2 separate regions of the Hordeum vulgare genome follow, and region 2 is linked to region 1. Evidence: chromatin contacts called from public Hi-C data. All regions are on one chromosome and are shown on one strand. The core of a region is the stretch at or near the end of the contact, and the rest is flanking DNA. Distances in the headings are between cores, read along the strand shown. Region 1 holds the start of LOC123438891. Region 2 has its middle 12 kb from the start of LOC123423698.

Evidence for each region. Hi-C and Micro-C count contacts between places; a contact is called where the count stands out from the background.
Region 2: a contact with region 1 is called in a Hi-C map of seedling, with 2.3 times the contacts expected there. The contact joins the enhancer-like site here to the promoter of LOC123438891 in region 1. A contact is called at or near these places in 2 of 6 Hi-C or Micro-C datasets (leaf and seedling).

The regions. Positions count from the first base shown.
Region 1 is chr1H:380,549,641-380,553,868 of MorexV3_pseudomolecules_assembly, reverse strand. It overlaps LOC123438891, which reads right to left and starts at 1,965. Exons shown (of 7, transcript XM_045115811.1): 1 at 1,863-1,965; 2 at 360-854; 3 at 181-258. The coding sequence starts at 812.
Region 2 is chr1H:381,112,314-381,116,541 of MorexV3_pseudomolecules_assembly, reverse strand. No RefSeq gene overlaps it. Among protein-coding and RNA genes, the nearest start is that of LOC123423698, 12 kb to the left of the region's middle. Within about 2 kb of position 2,166, at least 3 of the 3 cell types and tissues checked have open chromatin away from gene starts, as enhancers often do. A contact at or near this core is called in leaf and seedling, where this site is marked.

The DNA.
Region 1 (4,228 bases), core at 716-3,215:
GAATGGAAAGGGATGGTACAACTACAACGGTAAATGTTTTCTGAAGGCATGCATGGGCTTAAAGTAAAAATGTCCCCTGAACTTCCATCGTTCTTTCACGACATTTATGTACACTAAAGAAGATCACTTAGTAATTAATACCTAATACAAACAACAGTAGACAATGTGTTTGAGAGTTACCCCAAATAATCCAAATGCAGCTAAATGGATCAGGTAAGAAGCATAATCTAGCCTCCGAGAAAGCATATATTGTTCAACCTGCAGGAAAGCATAGACATGTTCATTTCAGAATATATAGCAGAACGTACAGCCTTGCAATAATACTGGAAAGCATAATCCTTTGATTAACAATTCTGTACCTTGACTGATTGGCTCTCGCCCTTTGGCTCCACAGAAGATTCAGGCGCTGGCACACCTGTGCCATGTGAGCTGTAGCCATGGATTCGATTATCTCGGATAGGACCAAGCTTATGCTGATCCAAGGTATTTGATGTATCTTCATCAGGCTCGTCTTCCAACACCAGCACTCGGTCACCACTGTCAATGACCTGAGCCAAAGCCGAGCTATCGGCGTCACCTAGCAACTGGTCTGCTGACTGAAGGGAATGCCTCATTGAGTTCAGGATCGAGTCCCCCATCTCGCGAGAGAGGCTGATGGATCCCCTTGAACTGGGCCTGCTACTTCTCCTACTTAGCAGTGAGCCTGACCTAGCAGCCGAAGGATGGCCAGTGGAATCCATGGATTCACTTCTTACATAGCCCATACGATTCCCCTCAGAAACATGGCTCCTAGTTGAAGAGTCGTCCATCATGCAAGCTCGCTTTTCCAGCTAGCTACAAGAGATGTAAGAGCACTGCAGGAGAAAAAGAGAGTAGTTTTTCAAAATCAACTGCCACCAATCCATGCCTTATAAAATCAGGAAGCAATAGGAACCAGACAATGAGCAGGACAAAGAGATAGATTGGGGGTATACTTGTTGGCTGAAGCTGGACCAATCACATAAAAACATATTGGTACTGCACAAGGTCGTGGAAAATCTTTTTGAAATTTCACAAATTCATTTCTCTAGTCAATCCCAACGAGTTCAAAACATTTAGTAGTGCCCAGCAAAGTTCAGAAAGTAAGAAGAAGAAAAAATACCATAGCTCAAAATGTTAACAAAAGGTGAATAACATAACTGGTTATGTGCTGATCAGTTTCTGAAGGGCACATAAAGAACACTGAAACAAGAGCACGTACACATGGGGGTACTGAACTAACTATACTGAAGTACTGATCAGTGATCATACGCAGGGATAGGGCACTGAAAGCAACAACGACGAGCCAAGAAAACAATAGCCAATCAGTGGGATCAAAATCCAAAAGAAGAGCCAATCGGTGGAGCCACCACCAGAATTTAACAGAAGAGCTAACTAACCAGTGAAATAATTAAGTACTAGTAGATACTAGGTGACAGCACCATTTCAATCAGCACGATGCTTAGCGAAACATGTGGCGTCTGCTAATTAGGCTGCTACTGGATAAACAAATGCATCTCCAGAGGAGAAGCTAGTGAAAAGGCGCTGGCCTTTTTGACATGGACACTAAACTAATTGTGAACCGAGTCTAATCACCGGCGCCTTTAGCTGCCGAGGCGCACTCGCCTGGTCAAGGAAGGTGGGTGGGAGATCGGCGGGACCCCACGCCGCCCGCTTACCCGCCGTCGCCGGTCGTTTTTCGCCGTCTCGGAAAAGGGCGGGCGCATCCTTCTACTCGTCTCAAGGTCGCGAGCCATGCCTGTATCTTAGCGGCCTCTTTGTCGATCGGATTTACCCAGCTGCGGGAGCAGGAGAGAGAAAGGTGGATGAGAGGTGGAGACAACCTGTTGTTGGGATTGAAGCTGGCGGCGGAGGACGGCGGGCGGCTCGCGCGGAGGGGGTGAGCGCGCGTGGCCGGCGCTGAGGCGAGTCTCCGTGCATACCCCCCATTTTTATAGGTGGAAAATGGAATCACGGGAGAACGGAGACTGGGCGGAAGGGAGGCATGAACGGACTGCGTGGGGATGGCAATGGACGGCTCCGATCCGATCCGATCCGATCCGATCTTCTTTTCATGACTCACGGGCATGCTTGTGCTGCTGAAAGAGTGATGAAGACGGCCTCCAGGGCATCTCCCGTTAACGGACATTTTCAAATGTTTACGGGCATTTGGTCGGGCGAAGGACGTTTAACGTTATTCCTCAAATATTCTTTATTTATTTGGTCTTTTCTCTTTCTTTATTGAGTTAATTTTCTCGATCAGTAGCATTTCAACTACATAGTTAGTATGTATAATAAGTTTCATAGTTCGCATCCATCAAACAAAGGGACTGAGTGGTCGAACCAAATGACTCTTTTTTTTACCTTTGCATAGTGTGTAAAGATGTTGTTATGCTATTGGTGCACAAATTTTGTCACCTCGGGATTCAAGTCACCGGCCTTCACATACAAGAGCTTGCACTCACGGAGCTTGATCCAAATAGTTGGACGGGCTGATTGATAGAAATAGTTATTGGGCTTGTGCTCTATGACCAAAGATATGATTATGCTTTAAAAAAATCTTACACGCTGGACGGGCCAGAGCCCTTTCAATCTTGTTGTAGCTCCGCTAGTAAGATCTTGGACTCCGCACACGTTTGCTTGACCGCAAGCTTCCTCTCCTCAAGGCGCATCTTTTTGTTTTGCATATCCATATCCATGAACATGTTAAACATCTTCGCTTTTTCTCAGTGGCATTTGCCTCATTTTTCTTTAACATGATGTCCTCTCTACCTGCAAAAAAACATGATGTCCACTTCTTTGTCATCTTGGTCACCATCCATTCACGCTTCTCCTTCTCATTCTCATATTTCTTCTCGCTCGACCTTGTCACACGGTGGCCGTTGCAAGCCCTCCTCCAATTCATCGTTTGTTTCACCAAACTTCGTACCCTAAAGTGTTGGCGGTCTTGATGGAGAACACGATATCACTCCACTTACTTTGGGCATTCAACTTGCTCCAACAATGAAACATCATGAATGGCTTTGCCCTCATTTTTCTTTACAACGTCATCGCAAAGGTCGGGCCAGTGAAGAAATACAATCACATGATCAACACAATGCAACATAGAGCAAAATAATCACATGATCAACATATAGAGTAGTGTGAAGCAAAACTTACGAGCTCGTGGGATCCCACACCACTGGACCACCGGTTTTGTGTTGGTGCATATGCACCATAAAAACTTGTTGATGACGTTTTGAATGGTGAGGTAAGATCAATGCTCCCCTCCTAGAAGTGTAGAAACCTAAGGGGTGCTCAAAGTGCATTGCATGATTAATGTTTTGGTGTTGAATACTCGGAAGTTTTTCAATTTTATCTGAGTCGTCGTGAAGCCCCGCTATAAAGAGGGGTCTCTGTGTTGAGAGTGTTGGGATCATATTCCATTCATATAAATATTCTTCAAAAGTCATTGATCAATCAAATCGAAAGTTGAATACGCCACCTGAATGAAAGGGCTTGTTGAGAAATAGTTGATTAGGTTAAAAGTATAAATTAAACCCAAAATTGAAAGCCTAAATTGAATGAGAGGGGTCCAAAATTAGGATGCATAGTGAATTAGATGATTCCGAGAAAAAATGTATGTTATGGGGATTGGTATGTTCTTTTTGATGGTGAGAGGGTGCACATGGCTTATGTATTTACATGCTGGTTGCTGGCGATTAATTTATGAAATCGTATAAATTTAAAATTGAATACCTCAAGTGAATAAGAGAGCTCGTCAAGAAATAGTAGACCCAATCAAAATCATGAATCAAATCCAAAATTGAGCACCTCAATTGATTAAAAGGGTTCCAAAACCAAGGAGCACGGTGAGAAATAGTTGACCCGGTTAAAATCATATACCAAATCCAGAAATAAACATCACAATAAATGGTTGTGAAGGCAGGCGTGAAGTTTCTACCCCCAGGTTCAAATGCTCCTGGTATGAACAGTAAAATAATAATAATAAATGATTTGTTTGTGGCATACTTTAAGAAATGTTTATTGTGCATGCAAAAAATTATCACAAATCATATTGGTGGAAGGCATGGTAAGAAAGCAAAATCGATGCTCTTCAAATCTTACTTTCAAACGCATTTTAAAGCTCTGATTTTGTCTCTTTTTTCGTCACGACTTTCACCGTTGTGATTTCGTGATCAAATTTTGCATGCACAACAGTCAACAATCA
Region 2 (4,228 bases), core at 917-3,416, 560 kb before region 1:
TCAGGCCCGAGCCCAAAGAAGCCAGGTCAGGCCCGATAGGCCCAACCCAACGTAAGCGTAAAATCAGGTTTCCATGGGCCCCGTCCCGGCGCGGCCGCCGGGATTGATTATCAGGCCCGATCCCGGCCCATGGGCAAGGTCTGGTCGGGCCGGGCTGACCAGGTTGGGCTGCCCATGGCCAGATATACCGTCGCTCGTCGTCACCTTCTTCGCGGGCGCCTCGCTCCTCTGCGCACTCGCCTCGCCATGCCGCACCCGCCGTCGCAGCAGCGGAACCTCGCCGTGTTCGGGCACCGCCTCGCGCTGCTCAGCGCCCTCCTCGACTCGCTCCTCCTCGACGCGGTCAACATCTGCTTCTGCAAGCTCTACATCGTGTTGTTCCATGCCGACTTGCTCGTCTCCTACGTCGCCTCCGCTGTCCTCAACGTCATCCCCACCGCCTCCATCCACCTCTCGCACGACGCTGTCGGGTGGACGAAGTTGTTCCGTGGCGGGTGTGCATGCACGTGGTGGGCATGTGAGGAAAAGAGGAGAGAGAGTGAGCAGAGAGGCTGACTTGTGGGGGTTTTACATGCAAAAATAGCGTGGGACGCCTTCAAGCGTTCCCGGGGTTGGGTTTGGCCTCGGGTCGCTGGAGCTAGTTTTGTTCAAATCCGACGCAAAACGACGTCTTTGAAGCGCGACTCGGTGTTTTTTTAACACCGGCGGTTAAAAAGATGTTTGAGGGGACGTTCTGTGGACGCGGTTGGAGATGCTCCGATAGTTGGTCCACTCTGACGCGGTTGGAGATGCTCCGATAGTTGGTCCACTCTGACTACCTTGCATACGTGCCGCACCATAAAAAACGCTTAACTCACGGAAGTTTCATGAGGGGGTGTGCTTCCTGTGAATTTAAGTTTGGGACACAAAACATGATAAATTCAAAGTCTCCATCTCATTACCATAACTACTTCCCGTAAAAACTGCTCGTAGGTGTAGCAAAGTTCGCCACACCATACCTGGCAACAAGTGAAGAGTAGGAGCACCAAGGTAACCTACGCCCATCTGTTCCATCCAGCCCTCCTCGTAGGCAGATTTACTTACGGAGATTTTGTCTTGCCAATGTTCGCTGGGAGAGCATGACATTTTAATTGTTTTTTTTTTAATTTTTGGACAGTTTTAGCTGTATCGGGGTGACAGTTACTTCACCACATGACATTTTTTAGGGGGGTGAAACTTTTGACTTTTCAGAAAATGACTTGTTCTTCAGAAAAACATTGTTTCAAAATTAACTGATCCTAGTAATCCTTTTTATGCACCAGGATTTTATATTTCTATTTAGCACACAGATCATGGTCTTCGTTTTAGGCCATGTGTAAACAGTAGTACTCCCAAATGTGTAAACAGTACTAGTAGTATTCTCAAATTAACTGACGCAGCTTTAGTTTCGTGTCAATTAATTTGGATCAGGGGAGTAGCATTTTTTATATCTACAAAGTACATACTTTGTTTCAAAATTATAACGCTTATTTTAGGACGAAAGAAGTACTAGGTCTCAAAATTGCAACACTTATTTTAGGATGAAAGGAGTACTAGGCTCAGCCCGGTAGCCAGAACCTCGCACTCATACCGATTTGCCGTCGAGCGAAAATCCACGCTAAGCAAATAAACACGATGATCAGGTCGACGGGACTCATAGAGGGCTGGAGCCGTACTTTCCGATGGATGGTAAAGAGAGAAATAAAGAAAGAGACGAGCGAATCGATTCTCCTCTTTTCCTCCCCTTCATCTTCCTTAACCGGGAACGGGGACCGAGGACACGTTTCACCCTTTCAGCTCCACGGCACTCATCAATCATCATGCTGCGCACTCCTCTCTCTTTCTCTCTCTGTCTGTCTATCTCATTTGTATGGTTGTGTGATGGAGAAGCCAAGAAAAGAAGGCCGGACAGACAGGGAGAGGTGTTTCGTCCTAATATACACACGACCCAGACGACCATGGATAGGAAAGATACTTGGGCTTCTCCTTTTCTTTTTCCTTTTGTCCGAGCAGGCGAGCGCTGGCTAGCTTGTGACACTGCCCGGTGAGTGCAGCCAGCGCGATGAAACGCTCGAGGGCTTGATTGACGTGAGGTTCCAGCATGTGCTGCAAACCGGGCTAAGTTACTGTCGTTTTCGCCGCGCGGATGCCCCGATAATCCATCCGTCCATAGGCTCTGATGACCGCAGCGCAGCCTAATTTCCTCCTCCACCATGTCCATGTGCTTTCTCCTTTCGCTTTCTTAAAGCCGGTGATTATGAGCAGATTGCCTTTCGCCTTAAAATTATCCTCCGCCTCCCCGACTGATTACTTTTGAGCAAACGCCTGCTTCTTCAGAGAATCAGAGTGCTTATTACGTGCATGCCTCGAGATGCGTGCTACGCGATGTCCGTCCGTCCCAGCGTGCAGAGTAGTGAAATTACCAGGACTTTGACCCTGCATCTGCATGGGTATATATGGAGAGATTGCGACGGCCGACATCTGTCTCGCTGGTGGTTAACTCTTTCTGAACCAGCACTGTGCCGTAACAATAATCCAACTGTTGTGCATTTGCGCCGCTGGTAGTGGGATCAGGGCGCACGCGACAGGCCGCAAGCACGGGGGTGTCGAGCGGTGCTGACTTTTCTACAGGCTACAGCGGTCCGATGCCACTGTTCCGGGTTCACGGTAGAAAACCAGAAACGATCAGACAGAAGTAAGTACTCCTACTATCTGGTGACATTACAACGCTGTTCGGTCCGGCCCCTTATTTAATCAGCATCGGAATCGCAGGAGAACCAGAGTAGAAGCAAATTACTACAGTACGTCAAAGGGAGAAGATTACAGTTGTGCTGATGATCCTCATCATCACGCGCAAAGCCGGCGGGACAGGGAACGGAATCGAACCCGATCGACGTCGGTTGCTTGGTTAGTCGCCTCTTTTCTCATGATTGCGGATTGTCCTCGGCCTCTTCTCCTTCTTTAGTTAGGACCGGCATTAACGGATGAATCGAGTGGCTAAACCAGTGGCCAGAAGATTCTCTTCTTCTGTAGACCAAAGTGTGCGTAACCAACTCGCGATCGCCATCAGAACAGTTCCGCACGCTCAAGCCATGCTCATGCGTGCGTGCGTTGCTCCAACCGCAACCCTGCTGCTGCCTTTATCCGAGTGTTTTTTCCTCTCTTCCGAATCAGATTCAGCGGAGAAACGTAGACGTGCGTCGTCGGAGATGCTTGCTGAAAACTGAATTATGGAGGGAGATGATGATGAATTGATGCTGATGAGACGATCAGGTCGATGGCTGATTAAGCGTGCCACCAGAGGATGAGGATCGACCGGCCTGCATTTTTTAGCTTGTTTGAAAGACAGCAGGGGAGGAGCAGGGTGCAGGCAGGAGACACACACGTGAGGGGCTCCCTGCATCATTGGAGATGCGGTCAGGCAGGAACGCCGGCCGGCCGAGACAGATGGAGCCAGCACTCGCACTGTCTGCCTGCTGCTGCTCCATGCTGCTGCCGTTGCTATTGGAGGGGAGGAGTTGCAATTGCTAGCTAGTGCATCCATGCATGATGGGTGCATGCCCTGCAACTCAATCCTCATGTCCGATGCGTGCTCATCATCAACCCACTCAACTGCCGCTGCCTCATACACTCCATGTCACGCCCCCCTCTTTGAGGGCTGGACTGGAAGAGAGAGACACACACATTTTTCAATGTACCAATCTCTCTCTCTCTTATTTTCTCTTGCAAAAGGCCGCTGATCAACCTGATTCATCACGCCACTAGGTGATCGATGATCATGCATGAATGCTCTAGATGATTGATTCATCTTACCTGCATAAATATGACAAAATAAGTATTTGGCACGTCAATTCATATCTCGCCTGGCTCATCTGCCCCTGGTGAACAGTAAAATATTGGCTTTTGAACGTGCGTATGCAGCCGTACAGGCGTGCCTACGCGATTCTTGCTTCGGCCGTCTATTTGACGGAACTTGCGTAACTAGCGACACGAATAAAACTGATCGATGGATTTGATAGGTAAACGCCCGTGTCGAGCCTTTGCTTTGTATTGTTTTTCGTTTTTTCAGGTGTTACAAGCAACACCCCTAGGGTGCCTTTTATACACGTCCACAAGGGACTATGAAAATAGACTAGGACTAGGTATCCTAATACTACTAGGACTCGGTTTGGCTTTCTTTTCTAATCCTACAGGAACAGGGCAACGTGAT